Linked DNA regions of Cricetulus griseus: region 2 is linked to region 1. A link is a contact called in public Hi-C data. All regions are on one chromosome and are shown on one strand. Each heading gives the region's core, a stretch centred on a gene start, on an enhancer-like site or on the middle of the called end of the contact. The rest is flanking DNA. Distances are from core to core; before and after follow the strand shown. Region 1 holds the start of LOC100771208 (60S ribosome subunit biogenesis protein NIP7 homolog). Region 2 overlaps Pam (peptidyl-glycine alpha-amidating monooxygenase).

Region 1 (3,089 bases), core at 411-2,910:
TTATACTGCTGCATATGTCAATAGAGTGGACCTAGCAAACGCTTTCAAAAATACCTTTTCTTTTAAAATACATTCCCATTCCCCTTTTCTCCATCTAGCCACTCCCAAGCATCCCTTCCTATGCCCCTCTACTCTCAGATTGGTAATCTGTTTTTTCTTCAATTATGATTGTCACATAAATATGCATACATATACACAAATATGTAAATACAACCCACTGAACCCATTTTTGTTATTTGTGTGTATATAGTTTCAGGGCTGATCGCGTCATATTGTAAGTATGGGAGAAGTAGACCCTCCCTCTCCCGGAAGGTTTTTGTCTGAAGGTTGGACCCCATGAAACTTTTTTCCACATTGATTGTTACCTATTAATATTGCCACTGTCCTGGACTTGTTTGTGCAGCCATTTCTAGGAGGGACTGCTTTCACAGCAGACTTTCCGGCATTCTTGCTCTTAATAAACTTTCCACCCTCTCTCCCGTGTTGTTCCTCAGTAAGAATTTATATGATTAAAAAACCTGTATTACCTGCAACTTTTAACATATAGTCTAATATTTTAAGCTCCTCACTCACTGGGCAGATATTGGTGGTTAACAGCTTTTTTTTTTTTTAACCTTTTAACCTATTTTTTTTTCCCTGCAATTCTGCAATGTTTCAAGTTCTACTTTTGTGTTTGCTGGGGAGGAAGGAGCAACTGTCAACCTTCTCTACGTCTTAGACTAGTGAACTTTGCAAAATGTCATGGAACTACCTTCCAGGGGAGCTTAAGAAATTGAATAAAAGAGGGAGGAAAACCCACCATTTTTTTTTTTTTTTGAGAATAGAAACACTATTTACTCACACAAACACTTGATAGGTTTTGGTTTGTTTGTTTTAGATTTTTGAGACAGGGGTCACACTATGTAGCCCAGGCTAGCCTTGAAATTGCCCAAGTAGCCCCCTATACTTGTGATCCACCTGCTTTTGCCTCTAGATGGCCTGAAACTCTATTTTTGAGCCATTTCTGTTGAGTAAGAATCCAAGTTGCATATATCAGTGTTATCCAAATTTGACACGATGATGTCTGCACACATAGGAAACAGCTTAAGTCCTCTCATACAGCAAAGAGTTCTTGGGATGCCCATACTAAGTTAATGTCTCTTCATGCCGTACATATTCACCAATGTTTGCTTGATGGAACACCACAATTGCCATGGGGTCCACTTTTCTGCAGTCTTGAGTAGACTTTGCTGCCACCCCAAAACCCAAAGGAACGTCTGCCATGGAGTAAACCACTACTCCCTGGTACTGAGAAGTATTTTCAGTGATTCGACCCAGACCATATTTCAACACATGGTTTCCATATAAGAAGGACTGCTCTGCTCCAGGCTTTATACTTAGCCTAGGGTGCAAGGTAATCGAGAGCGGTAACGTGCAACCGGAACTTGTGGGTCTTGGTAAACTTTCCAGAACACGTCCCCAGTGACACTAGCTTATCCCCGGAGATGTTGGCGGCCAGCTTCAGGATCATCTCACTCACAGAGTACACTCGGTCGTTGTGCAGCCGGAAACAGTAGGTGCCGTCGGGCCTGTCCACCAGGAGCTGTAGATTCTCCCCGATGTATTTCGCAATCTTCTCAAACAGCAATCGGGTCTCCTCTTCAGTCAAGGGCCTCATCTTCCCGCTCAACCCACCAAATTTTAACTGTGAGAAATAAGAGCAAGATAATCTGAATTACTCAGGGTAATTCCGATGAATTCCTTGGACGATTACAGACTGATGCCACTTGTTGACTTCTGGAATGCAAATGTTTTAAGTTCCACCTCCATCTTCCTATTGGTGTGCTGGAAGTTTTGTCTGATGTGTTGTGTTCGTGCACGCGCACATGCACCTGTGCGTGCAGGGGTTGATGTTGAGCGTCTTTCTCCGTCACTCTCCACCTTAGGCTTTGAGACAGGAGCTCTCTTCGAACCCAGAGCCCACTTATTCTGCAAAACGACTCACCAGTAGGCTTGGGGTTCTCCTGTCTTGCCTTCCCAGGCCTGGGATTACAGGTACCTATCCCTGCAGGGATTGTATCCTCAGCAAGGACTTTTCTGAGATATCTTCCTGGCCTTTGACCTGTGCATTGTTACTATCTCCTATTAGTAGTTAGATTTCCCTTTTGGCCTGTGTGATGCAGCAGTACTTATTGTTGGTCTGATAGGCACCTTCAGGCTATCCCACCATCTTCAAGTGGTAGACATTGAGGGATCCAGTGTGCCTTGCTGCCCCCTACTGGTGACAAAAGACTCTTACAATTGAGGTTTCAACACAACCTGAGAAGTACCTCTTAAGAGAACTTCCATAAACTCCCCTTTAAAGGGAAATAAATTGTATGTAGTGATTCTTTTGCCTTAGTATTTAGTTTGGGTTTTGAATTGTTTATGCTTTTTTCCTTCATAAACTTGTAAGCAATAGCATCATTTTCTCATGGTCTTTCTCTAAAATGGACACACCCGGCAGGGAGCACAAGACACATTTGTCTACCCCATCCTTTTTAGAAGAATTGAGGAAAATATTTTCTTCCTCTTTACACTGAAAATAATTGATTCTCTATGGTTTTGAGCACAAAATTTTGTCTCTAAATTGAAAACATACGTGTGTGTGTGTGTTAAACAGATAATTCATTTTTTCACTGTTTTGGGGAGCCAAGCACAGCAGATCAAGGCTCAGTTGGGTGGTGTTTGACAAGGACTTTCTGCTTTGCAGATTGCCACCTTTTCACTGTGTCTCTCACACTGTGGAGAGAAAGCTGTCTGTCCCTTCCAGTTATAAGGACATCAACCCTGTTGGTCTTGAGTCCCAACCTTATTACCTCATTTACATCTGATCATCTCCTATGGTCTCTATATTAAACACAGCCATGCTTTAGGTCAGAGCATCAACATATATGAACTTCGTTGGGTTAGAACATCTCATCTGTAACAGAAATAATATGCAAATTTCAATAGTCAGTTTTCCAAGTACCCTCTTGAACTATGCTTTTTAAAAACTTAGATACATTGAGTTAATAGAATGATAAGTATGGTGGTAACTCAGCTGAGAAAGTGGATCCAAAGCCTAGATG
Region 2 (3,089 bases), core at 298-2,797, 340 kb before region 1:
AATTAAGGATTCGAGAGCATGTGACCAGAATGTATTATATACATGTCTGAAATTATCAAAGAAAAAAATTAAAAAAATACTTCAAAATCTCTTTGCTTTCAAATTGTTGTAAATTATAAATTAGAGAAAATATAGCCATCTGTATGTAACTGGTGGAGAGAAATGGCCATTCTCAAGGGCAGTGACTTTCTACTCTGGTTTTACATTAGACTCATCTACAGAAAATTTAAGAACATCGCCCCCCAGCTGTAGTTCATTAAAGGCCAAACTGCAGTAAATAAGGGTGTCTGAAAGAGGAACAAAGCCCTTAAATTCCTCTGTGAACTGAGGGCTGGAATCCATTCCTTTAGGGTGTGTCTTGGGCAGAGCAATCTAATTGACTCAGTAAATAAAGTTCAGCTAAGAACAATAACCAGTGGAAAGACTGCCTGAAGTCAATGTAGGTCATTTGTTTCCAGTTTCCATCTTTATCTGAGCCATAGAAGTCGAGTACTTGTTAAAATGTCTGAGAAAAATGTTTTCTGAAATTCCCTTTTTCTAATGCCATGTGTTCATGTTAAGAGACCCACACAAAAACAGATCTGCAAAATGTACTTTTCTACTCTCTGTCTACTGCTGAAGAGTTCAAATCACCCTCCAAGGTGCTATCTCTCAGAAGACTCCTGGAAGGCAATTGTTCTAATCTTAATATTAAGAATACTGAAAGTTTAACAAACTCATGAATTATGCAGGTAATCAAGTAGTATTTAATGAGCTGCTAGAAAGTCTGGAGCCAAATTTGTTGTTTTCCACGATCAGGTTTCACAGTTTTGCATCAATTATTCCATTTTGAAACGCATACTTCCTTTTTCTTGCCCCCTTGTATTTTATTATTTTGATCCATTTTATCAATTAATCCATTGAAAAACTGCTCAGATATGTTCAGGTATATATATTTTAAAAGTATAGCAAATGGATCCAAGTATCAAATTTTGTGCCATAAAAGACAGCTTTGGTGTAACTCCCTAGATGTAAGGAAGCTTGGATTGCACCCAAGCCAGTCTATGTCACACGCATCTTGAGTACTGGACTAATTCTGCTGTTGCAATAGAAAGTTATCAGATAAGAGTTTAGCACACTCACAAACATGCAAATTCTGTTCTTGCATTTATGTCATTCTCACCAGAAACAATTTGGTGAGAAGGACATAAAGGACTGGGAAGAGAGAGAATGGATTTCTTCATTCGAGAAGATAAAACCCAGAAATAAAAAACATGATGCTTTTACTTGAGGGTGAGCTCAGCGTATGAAGTGACAAACGCTTCCAGTCAGATCTAATCATGAGGAAAAAACAATAAGATTTGAAACAATAACATTTTTGAGCAAGTGACTTTCCTTAGTAGTTAGTTCGACTACTAAGACATCTGAAATGCAAGTGGACATTTTGATGAGAGGTTTCTAGAGTCAAATCATTTAAATTAGAAAGCTATCAGGTTTTTACTAAGTTACACTGGTGCATCATTAAAAAAAAATGTTTTCAAAAAGCAATCTGTGGTCAGCGGGAGAACTTCCCCTGTATTGGCCCTGGGGTCAAGAAATTCTTTAAAGGAATGCAGTAATAGTGAAACTATGCTGACGGATCCATTTGTGTTTGGCTCCCTCCCAAAGTTAGCTATTTTTACTATTTGATATACCTATATAGGAAACGTTTTATGAGTTTTCAAAGAGAACCTGGTTTTGTTCATGGATGAATACTCATGGCGTAGTTTTAATATAGCTTGCTCACATACGGTTATCTTCTACATTTTATATAAGGCATTTCTTTCGGTTGAATAGAATGAACTTATTCTACTTTTTGATTTGTGTAATTATTAAAAGATGTGTATGAAATAGTCTAAGTATGCAAAAAAAAAATCACAAAATACACTCTGACTGCTAATGCTCCGAAAACACTTTATTACACAAATTACATTCAGAGTCCGAAAAATAGTGTTCTAACAGTGTAACCATCTAAAAATAAGACATCCCGGAAACACACCAACTGAGGAGAAATTTAAAAAAAGAATTTAAATAGAGACTTTTTAAAATTCCTCTCATTGCAATATAATGTCAGTGATCTTAAAAAAATAGAAGGAGATTTAGCAGCTTTTCGTCGTGTAGCGCAACTGCCACAGGCTGACAATGCTGAATAGGAAAGGCACCAAAGAAAGACACTGGCAATGGGTGTGGGTTGGGAAAATACTGTGTTCAAGCAGAGAGTGGGGCTATTTACATCCACAAAAAAAAAAAAAAAAAAAAAAAAAAAAGGTCTCCAAATGTAAATGAGCAAGCCTTCCATCCTGGGTAGGAGTGCTGGGATGGAAGAGGAGGGCCCTTTCTCTACTCTAAGTTGATATAAAGACAATGGCACTGTAGTGAACTGTCAGGAAACCCCTCACCTAGGAACCGAAGCCAACAGAACCAAATGAAGTAAGTAAGGTGTGTACAGTCCCACCTAGACTAGTACAGTTTACAATCAAATGCACAGACCTTCACGTGCACTGAAGGGAAAGGAGCCTGGGCATTCTTGGTAACCCTCACTCAACCTGCAAGAGAGCCTGAGTTCAGGAGGAAGGTGCAGGTGTGGGCAGTGGGGCGGAGTACTCCTCTTCTGATTCGCTGCCGTCATCTTCCTCTTTCTCCTGGTCACTCCCCTCTGTGCTGAGGCGGTCAAACCCTTTTCTGCTGTAGCCTTTACGGCTGGCAAAGAAATTTCCCAGATTTAAGCCTCCACTTCCTTTTCCTGGAAAAAAAAAATCAAATGGCATTGTAAACTTAAAATCTGCACAAACAAGTCAGTCTCCTTGTAAATTTTCAAACATTTCAAACAAGGACAGAAGTTGGGAACCAGAGAGGGTAGATTTTTTTTTTTTTTTTTAAGAGTGATATTCAAAGACATTTATCTTATAGAACCAGATGGATACTACTCAACAGACTCTATCAAAGTCAATGATAAGATTCTGAGCTCCCCCGGAATATGTGTTTCTGCAGGCATGTTTCAGATCCATTTTTCGCATTCTGTTTCTCTCGGCTCTCCTGAATTGGCAACTCCTGAGCGGTTCTTCAATTCA

The links. Hi-C and Micro-C count contacts between places; a contact is called where the count stands out from the background.
Region 2: a contact with region 1 is called in a Hi-C map of the CHO-K1 cell line, with 5 times the contacts expected there. The contact joins the enhancer-like site here to the promoter of LOC100771208 in region 1. A contact is called at or near these places in 3 of 8 Hi-C or Micro-C datasets (the CHK-Q cell line and the CHO-K1 cell line).

Annotation. Positions count from the first base shown.
Region 1 is chr2:448,004,493-448,007,581 of CriGri-PICRH-1.0, reverse strand. LOC100771208 (60S ribosome subunit biogenesis protein NIP7 homolog) reads right to left here and starts at 1,660. Exons shown (of 2, transcript XM_035439295.1): 1 at 1,374-1,660; 2 at 1,091-1,372. The coding sequence starts at 1,657. The coding sequence ends at 1,126.
Region 2 is chr2:448,343,934-448,347,022 of CriGri-PICRH-1.0, reverse strand. It overlaps Pam (peptidyl-glycine alpha-amidating monooxygenase), which reads right to left. Exons shown (of 19, transcript XM_027397706.2): 19 at 1,913-2,761. The coding sequence ends at 2,583. Among named protein-coding and RNA genes, the nearest start is that of Gin1, 46 kb to the left of the region's middle. Within about 2 kb of position 1,547, at least 1 of the 6 cell types and tissues checked has open chromatin away from gene starts, as enhancers often do. A contact at or near this core is called in the CHO-K1 cell line, where this site is marked.